Linked DNA regions of Mus musculus: region 2 is linked to region 1. The links are chromatin contacts, called in public HiChIP or PLAC-seq maps. All regions are on one chromosome and are shown on one strand. The core of a region is the stretch at or near the end of the contact, and the rest is flanking DNA. Distances in the headings are between cores, read along the strand shown. Region 1 holds the start of 8030443G20Rik (RIKEN cDNA 8030443G20 gene). Region 2 overlaps Osbpl9 (oxysterol binding protein-like 9).

Region 1 (3,241 bases), core at 11-2,510:
ACGCTTAAGCTCAAGTCTATGTTCACAAGCATCTCTTTAGAAATTCTCTTAGCTTTTGAAGTGATATCTCTTCCTTGGGCTCTGAGGAAAGCAGTTCTCTCAGCACTGCTTCCCAAAAGGAATGATGTTCATGAAAAACAGGGTCTTTAACAAGCTGATGTCATCTTAGTAACCCCGAGGGCTGAGGTCACTAATGTCCTGATTCTGATTCCTGATGCTACGGTTGTGAGCGTCTGGTGTTTGTGACACTGAGACTTTATGTGGTTTGGGCACTATAAATGTATAGCAGTGACAGGGGTCTTATTTGGGGTGTTGAGGGAGGGAGGTGTGTTTCCAATTCTTCTCTCTCTCAATCTCTCTCTCTCTTTTTTGTTTTGTTTTGTTTTTGTTTTTTTTGAGACAGGGTTTCTCTGTATAGCCCTGGCTGTCCTGGAACTCACTTTGTAGACCAGGCTGGCCTCGAACTTAGAAATCGACCTGCCTCTGCCTCCCGAGTGCTAGGATTAAAGGCGTGCGCCACCACTGCCTGGCAATTCTTCTCTTCTTGAAGGGCTTCATTCAGTCAAGAAACACAGTTTGAACAGAGACTTATTCAGCACAGTAGCAGATATCTGTTTAGGAGAGAAGCATAAGCTTAGTCTGTAATGCTAGGCAAACCAAGCACGAAGAGGCCTGAAGTGGGCTGCCCCACAGAGAGAAGCATCAGGGTGGCTACTGCATTGTGGATTTTAAAGTGATTATATAAATATTTATGAGGTGGGTAGCATATTCATGTGGTAGGTAGGTGATGCTTATTCTGTCCCAAATTGTGGTGGACCAGTTTTTCCTTTTAGGTATTTTCCACCATGATTCCTACCAAGGGGGTGTGGCTGTCAAAACCATAACGAAAGTGATAGAATAATGAACTTAGGTCTTTTGAGGATTCAGACCCACCGATAGAGTACTCGTGGTGTCTTGGCTTCTGTGAGAAGAACCTAACGATCTTCAAGGATATGTAACAACAAAGGGACATTTCTGTTAGCAGATGTGTCAGCAGGATGTAATTACAGTTTGCCTTGGTTACCTCCTATCTTCCTTTACCCCCACCTATTTAGACAGGAACAGTGTCCTTCCTGGCATGGGTGGAAGCTTTCTTGGAAGCTGTCCTTGCAATTTAGCTGTGATTAGCTATAATAGATACAATCATACACGCAAGGACTGTGATGCCTTAAATATGCACTTGGGCTGCAGGGTGGGGGACGCTGTCTTGGGAGCCAGTTAGAGCCTTCCAAGACAGGTGGAACAATCCTCTTATCTGGTCAGCTTGGCTGTCTCATGCCCGCTGCAAGCCCTTTATTTCTCGCCCCGACTGTTCCCAGGTACACTTGTATTAACTTTAACATTCCTTTGAACCATAATATTTTGCTATCGCTGTGTTTTCCTTTGGTTTCTGTTGTGAGGAAAGGGGAGAAGTGGGTTTATTTAGCTTGACTGTTTACAAGGAAATGCACACAAGGAAACAGTTAAACTAAATATATGTTTACAGGGCATCAAGGAAAGCCAAAGCAGGAACCTGATAACGTGAACGGAAGCAGAGACCATGGAGGAAGACCGCTCCCTGCAGTCCCTGCTTGCTTCCCTGCCTTGCTCAGTCTGCAGTATATTTTTATACAACACAGGATCATCTGCCCACTCACAGAGGGCTAGACCCTCCCAAACCAATAATTCATCAAGAAAATACCCGATAGACTGGCTGACAGGCTAATCTGATGGGTATAATATTTCAGTTGGGGTTCCATTTTCCCAGGTGACTCTGATTAGTGTCAAGTTAGTAGAAGCACTCACAGTGACAGTTGCCCTTGAATTTCTGTTAACAAATGGGTAAAACATGGAATAGTCAAAACAATGTTTGATGAACAGTTTTAATTGTTTCGTGTGGTTCCTTGAAAGGGACCACATATTTTAGTACTCTGAGAAGCCTGTCAAAGAGTTTTTCACTAGACTACTCAGCTTGTGTATTATTGACTCTCAGCCAGCTGACACAGTCTTTATTTTCTTGCTGACCAAGACCTGGGGCTTGTTTACCGGTTCCATTGTGATGACTCATTAAGTCTGAGGCAATAAGAACCAAGGAATGTGTGACCCTGTGATGGACTGAGCTGTGCCACCCAACAAATTCATGTGTTCATATCCTAACCCCAGATGACTATCGTGGGAGGTAGGATCTTTGAGAACGCAATCAAGGCAAACAAGGTCACAAGGATGAGGCTCCAATCCTTCACGACCATGTTCTTATGAGAACAGGCAGAAACAATTTTGGCACTAGAAACTGAGCCCATCATAACCACATATTCAATAGATTACTGAACGCTAGCCACCCATTCTGGAATGAGGTTGAACTTTTTTTCTTTTTTGGAACAGGGTCCCGTGTATCCCAGGCCTGCCTCAAACTCCCTAAATAGCTGAGGCTGGCCTAGCTTATAGAGTGCTGAAGTCCAAACCCAGGGTGTCAGACATTTTAGGTGTTTGGTTTTGGACCCTGTGAAAAGGAACCGGGGTGTGCATCTTACATATCAAAGCAGACCTGGCCTCCAGGTTCTCCCAACATCCCTCAACCTGGCATATCCTGCCCCAAACCCTGAACTTTCCAGCCCAGAGGCTGGGCTGCCCTTGCCCCAGAGACTCTTCTCTATATAATCCAGACATTTTCGTTCTGCTCTCTCTCCTTTCTCTTTCTCACTATCCCCCTTCCTCCCTCCCTCCCTTCCTCTCCTCTTTTCTATTTCTCTTCTCTCTCAGAACATATGCCCTTTTCTCTCTTTCTCCCTCCCCTTCCCCATACCCCTTCCCCCCTGGTGACTTCCTGCCCTCGGTCCTTGGGGCCAGTGAACTGGCTTGCTGAAGAGCAGCTTCCCAATAAACCTGCTTTTAATATAACCTAATCTGGCTTGACTTGGCTCATTTCACAGTTGGTGAAGAAATAACCTATCACTAGGTACACACTCTACCAACTGAGCTACATTCCCAGTCTCTTATTTAAAATGTTTATTGTAAAATATATTAAAAAGTCTACAAAATATGAGGTCATGTTAAAAAAATAATAATCAGCAGATACTTGTAAATCTAGCACTAGGGATATAAAGACAGAAGATAAGGAGCTCAAGGCAAGCCTCGGCTACATAGGGAGTTCTAGGCTAGCCTAGGCTACATGAGACCCTGTCTCAGGGGGAAAAAACTCATAAAGAGTGATCAAAAAATAAGT
Region 2 (3,075 bases), core at 147-2,646, 180 kb before region 1:
CTCCAGTATAGTGAGTAGCCAGTTAGACCTACCTCTCTAATCCATTTTTATTTTTGTTAGTAATTTACATTTTATTCCACAATTCATTTTTCTTACTCACTAAAATAAATTTTCAATGTAACAATCTAAGGAGAGTATTGAAAAGATGACGCTAATTATCACTCCAGTCCTTCTTCCTGAAGGGAAGAACAATGCCATTTCCTTGACCCTTCAGTCCTGTGTATGTTTAAGAACAACTTTTCCTGTGGCTACTAGGTAACTTTTATGTAGCCATGACAAGATACCTGATGGAAACAACTTAAAGGTGAGAAATCCCATTCAGCTCATGGTTTCCAAGGCATAATTAGTGTACCATGCGGTAGAGGGCATAGCAGAGCGGTAAGTGGGAATGGGGGTTTATTTGGGTTACTTCGGGAACACAGACAACTGAAGGGAAATGTGTCATGGAAAGCCACATCTCAGCATGGGCGGTGACTCTTGGAAGCTTCAGTTGCTAGAGCTCCCTGCAGGCAGTCATCAGTCTTCTGTCTCAAGCAAGTGCTGCTTATATATTATATAACCTTGGGAGGAGACCTGTGGATCTTACTTAGTAGGCAATCTTTTCAGTTTGGGGCACATTGCTTGGTGTGTGCTGGTGGAGAGAGAGAGTAAAGATTCATAATGAAAGGAACGTTTCTACAAGCCGTTAGACATATGTAGAAAACTCTAGGGTTCAATTTACTTCATCCAGTTTTGTTTTATTCTGGTTTGGTTTTTGATTTCTGGAGACTGGGTTTATCTGTGTAGCCTTGGTTGTCCTGGAACTCACTCTGACTGGATTTGAACTCAGAGATCCACCTACCTCTGCCTCCAGAGTGCTGGGATCAAAGGTGTGGCCCACCACTGCCTGGCCGCTAAGGGCCAGTTTAATGTTATGCTGGTCCTTCACAGGGATCGAACCCACCCTAGTGAGGTAGATATTTTTATCCTCACCATCCAGGGGTGGGCTTGAGGCTTGTATTAATTTGTATTTTTGGTCACACATGCAGGAAGTAACAGGGCCAAGATTTATATTGACAATTCTCATTATACAGTACTGTTTGTTTCCACCTTACTTTCTTGTGATTCTGGGTCAGTCACTCTGACTTATATTTTATCATACCGGAGCCCCTTTGTATCCACGTCACTTTCTCCCATTGCAGTATTAGTGTTTCATGGGAGTAGGTGTCGCAGGGTTCTTCTGTGCTCAGTGTATATCCAAGCAGAGGTCGACACTGCCTGGGCCCACTGAGGCAAGGTTAACTGGGACATTGGTCACATGGTAGTGAGTCACATCACAAGGCATGCTCAGTTCTGTCACCAACTATTAGGGAGGCTTGGAAGCCTAGCCACAGGACGCATGGGGATGTTCCCTGAATGGAGTTAATGACCAGGGAGTCAGACATTGACCTGTGCTCCATCTTCTTTCAGTTCTGGTCATGCTGCACAGTTCTCTTCTTACGCCAGCAGAGGGAGCAGTTCAAAGTGTTCGAGGGGAAAAAGCCCAACACATCTTCCTAGTTATTTGTTCTGTTCAGAAACTTGGTTTTCCTAGGAAAACTGAAGTGGTGCCTGAAATGGTGATGGTGCACAGTGATCTGCATAAACATAAATTGTGTTTGTCGTGAGTGCTGAATCGATGACATTCGATAGCTGTGTCTAGATTGTCTTCTAGAGGATGGGGCTGAAGCTTGTGGGACGTGCAGGGTTGTAACTACAGTCTTGATCTAGAAGTGTATCCTTTCTGAAGGAAAGGCAAAGATATTGTATTAGCAGCTTAGAGCTAAATATAGAAGAGAGAGGAAGTGGCTTGCTGCTGTTTGCCCTGAGCAGAATTCCTTGGAGAAACTGGAGCCAGAATGAAACCTTCAGATGGAATGTTGTTCTTGATAATTCAGAAATGCCTTCCCGCTTCTCCACTCCACAGGAACATGCGCACACTTCTCTTTAAGTACAAAAGCTCCCCCCCCCAGGAGCTAAAGAATGTCGTTTTTTCTAAGCATTTTATTAAAGTATAAGCATTTTATAAAGTAGCATACATTCATTATTATAATTTCTTGTAGGCTTCTGTTACTTTGTTAGGTCTTATCTAATTGATCTTGTTTATTTCAAAAGCAAACAAAAGAATTAGTAGCTGATTCATTTTTCACGTGTCACTTGCTTTGTTTTAGTCTTTTTCATAAATTTTACTTATTATTTCATTTTTATTGGCTTGTCTCACCCTGCAGTCTGGACCTGGAACTCTATCTAGACCAAACTGGCTTTGAACTGAGGGGTGATCCCCCTGACTCAGCTCTCCAAGTGCTGGTCATTCAGGCATGAGCTGCCACACCTAGCTCCTTCCTGAATTTTTTTTTTTTTTTTTTTTTTGAGAGACAGGGTTTTTCTGTGTAACCCTGGCTGTCCTGGAACTCACTCTGTAGACCAGGCTGGCCTCGAACTCAGAAATCCACCTGCCTCTGCCTTCTGAGTGCTGGGATTAAAGGTGTGCGCCATCACGCCCAGCTTTTTTTGTTTTTAAATAGGCATTGATTTCTCCTCCCCTTTTTTTCTTTATTAATCCAAGTAAAGTGATTATATCTTCCTTTCCTTTTGACCTTCTGTATGTCTCCTTGTGAGCTGAGACTTGGTTTGGCCCCTTAAAATCACCTTCTTTTGCCCCACTCTTCCCTCTCATCCCAAAATGCATTAAAGAGAAATTCTCATTTTTTCCCATAATAACATGTATTTGAATACTTCTTACTCATAAATTCAGTAAAACTTTTATTATTTTCTTAAAGACAAGTCCTGAAATATGGCTTTGGCTTACTTGATATTTGTTATGTATCCCAAGCTGGTTTTGAATTCAAATCCTCCCACCTAAGCTTCCAGAGTGCTGGGATTGCACGCAGGTATTGTACCATTAGCTTCTAGGGCTAGAGAGATGGCTCAGTGGATAAAGCACTGCCACCCAAGCTCGAGGACCTGAGTTTGGATTCCTAGAACCCATGGGAAAAGCTGGTGACAAGCTTAGCGTCAGTGAGAGACCTTGACTAACATAAGGTAGAGAGTGATTGA

The links. HiChIP or PLAC-seq counts read pairs in DNA pulled down with a chosen protein or histone mark.
Region 2: a CTCF HiChIP or PLAC-seq map of the NIH/3T3 cell line shows a contact between it and region 1, with 8 read pairs. The contact joins the enhancer-like site here to the promoter of 8030443G20Rik in region 1. A contact is called at or near these places in 1 of 15 datasets of contacts at CTCF or cohesin (the NIH/3T3 cell line), 10 of 484 Hi-C or Micro-C datasets (the Ba/F3 cell line, the C10 cell line, the G1E-ER4 cell line and 2 more), 4 of 115 datasets of contacts at active chromatin or transcription factors (all in embryonic stem cells) and 2 of 9 other capture datasets (embryonic stem cells and liver).

Annotation. Positions count from the first base shown.
Region 1 is chr4:108,970,096-108,973,336 of GRCm38.p6, reverse strand. It overlaps 8030443G20Rik (RIKEN cDNA 8030443G20 gene), which reads left to right and starts at 1,260. Exons shown (of 6, transcript NR_040664.1): 1 at 1,260-1,358.
Region 2 is chr4:109,146,167-109,149,241 of GRCm38.p6, reverse strand. The region is part of intron 3 of Osbpl9 (oxysterol binding protein-like 9); the gene reads left to right. The region is part of intron 1 of Gm52703 (a long non-coding RNA gene); the gene reads right to left. Among named protein-coding and RNA genes, the nearest start is that of Gm52703, 15 kb to the right of the region's middle. Within about 2 kb of position 1,396, at least 85 of the 459 cell types and tissues checked have an H3K27ac peak or open chromatin away from gene starts, as enhancers often do. A contact at or near this core is called in the NIH/3T3 cell line, liver and muscle stem cells, where this site is marked.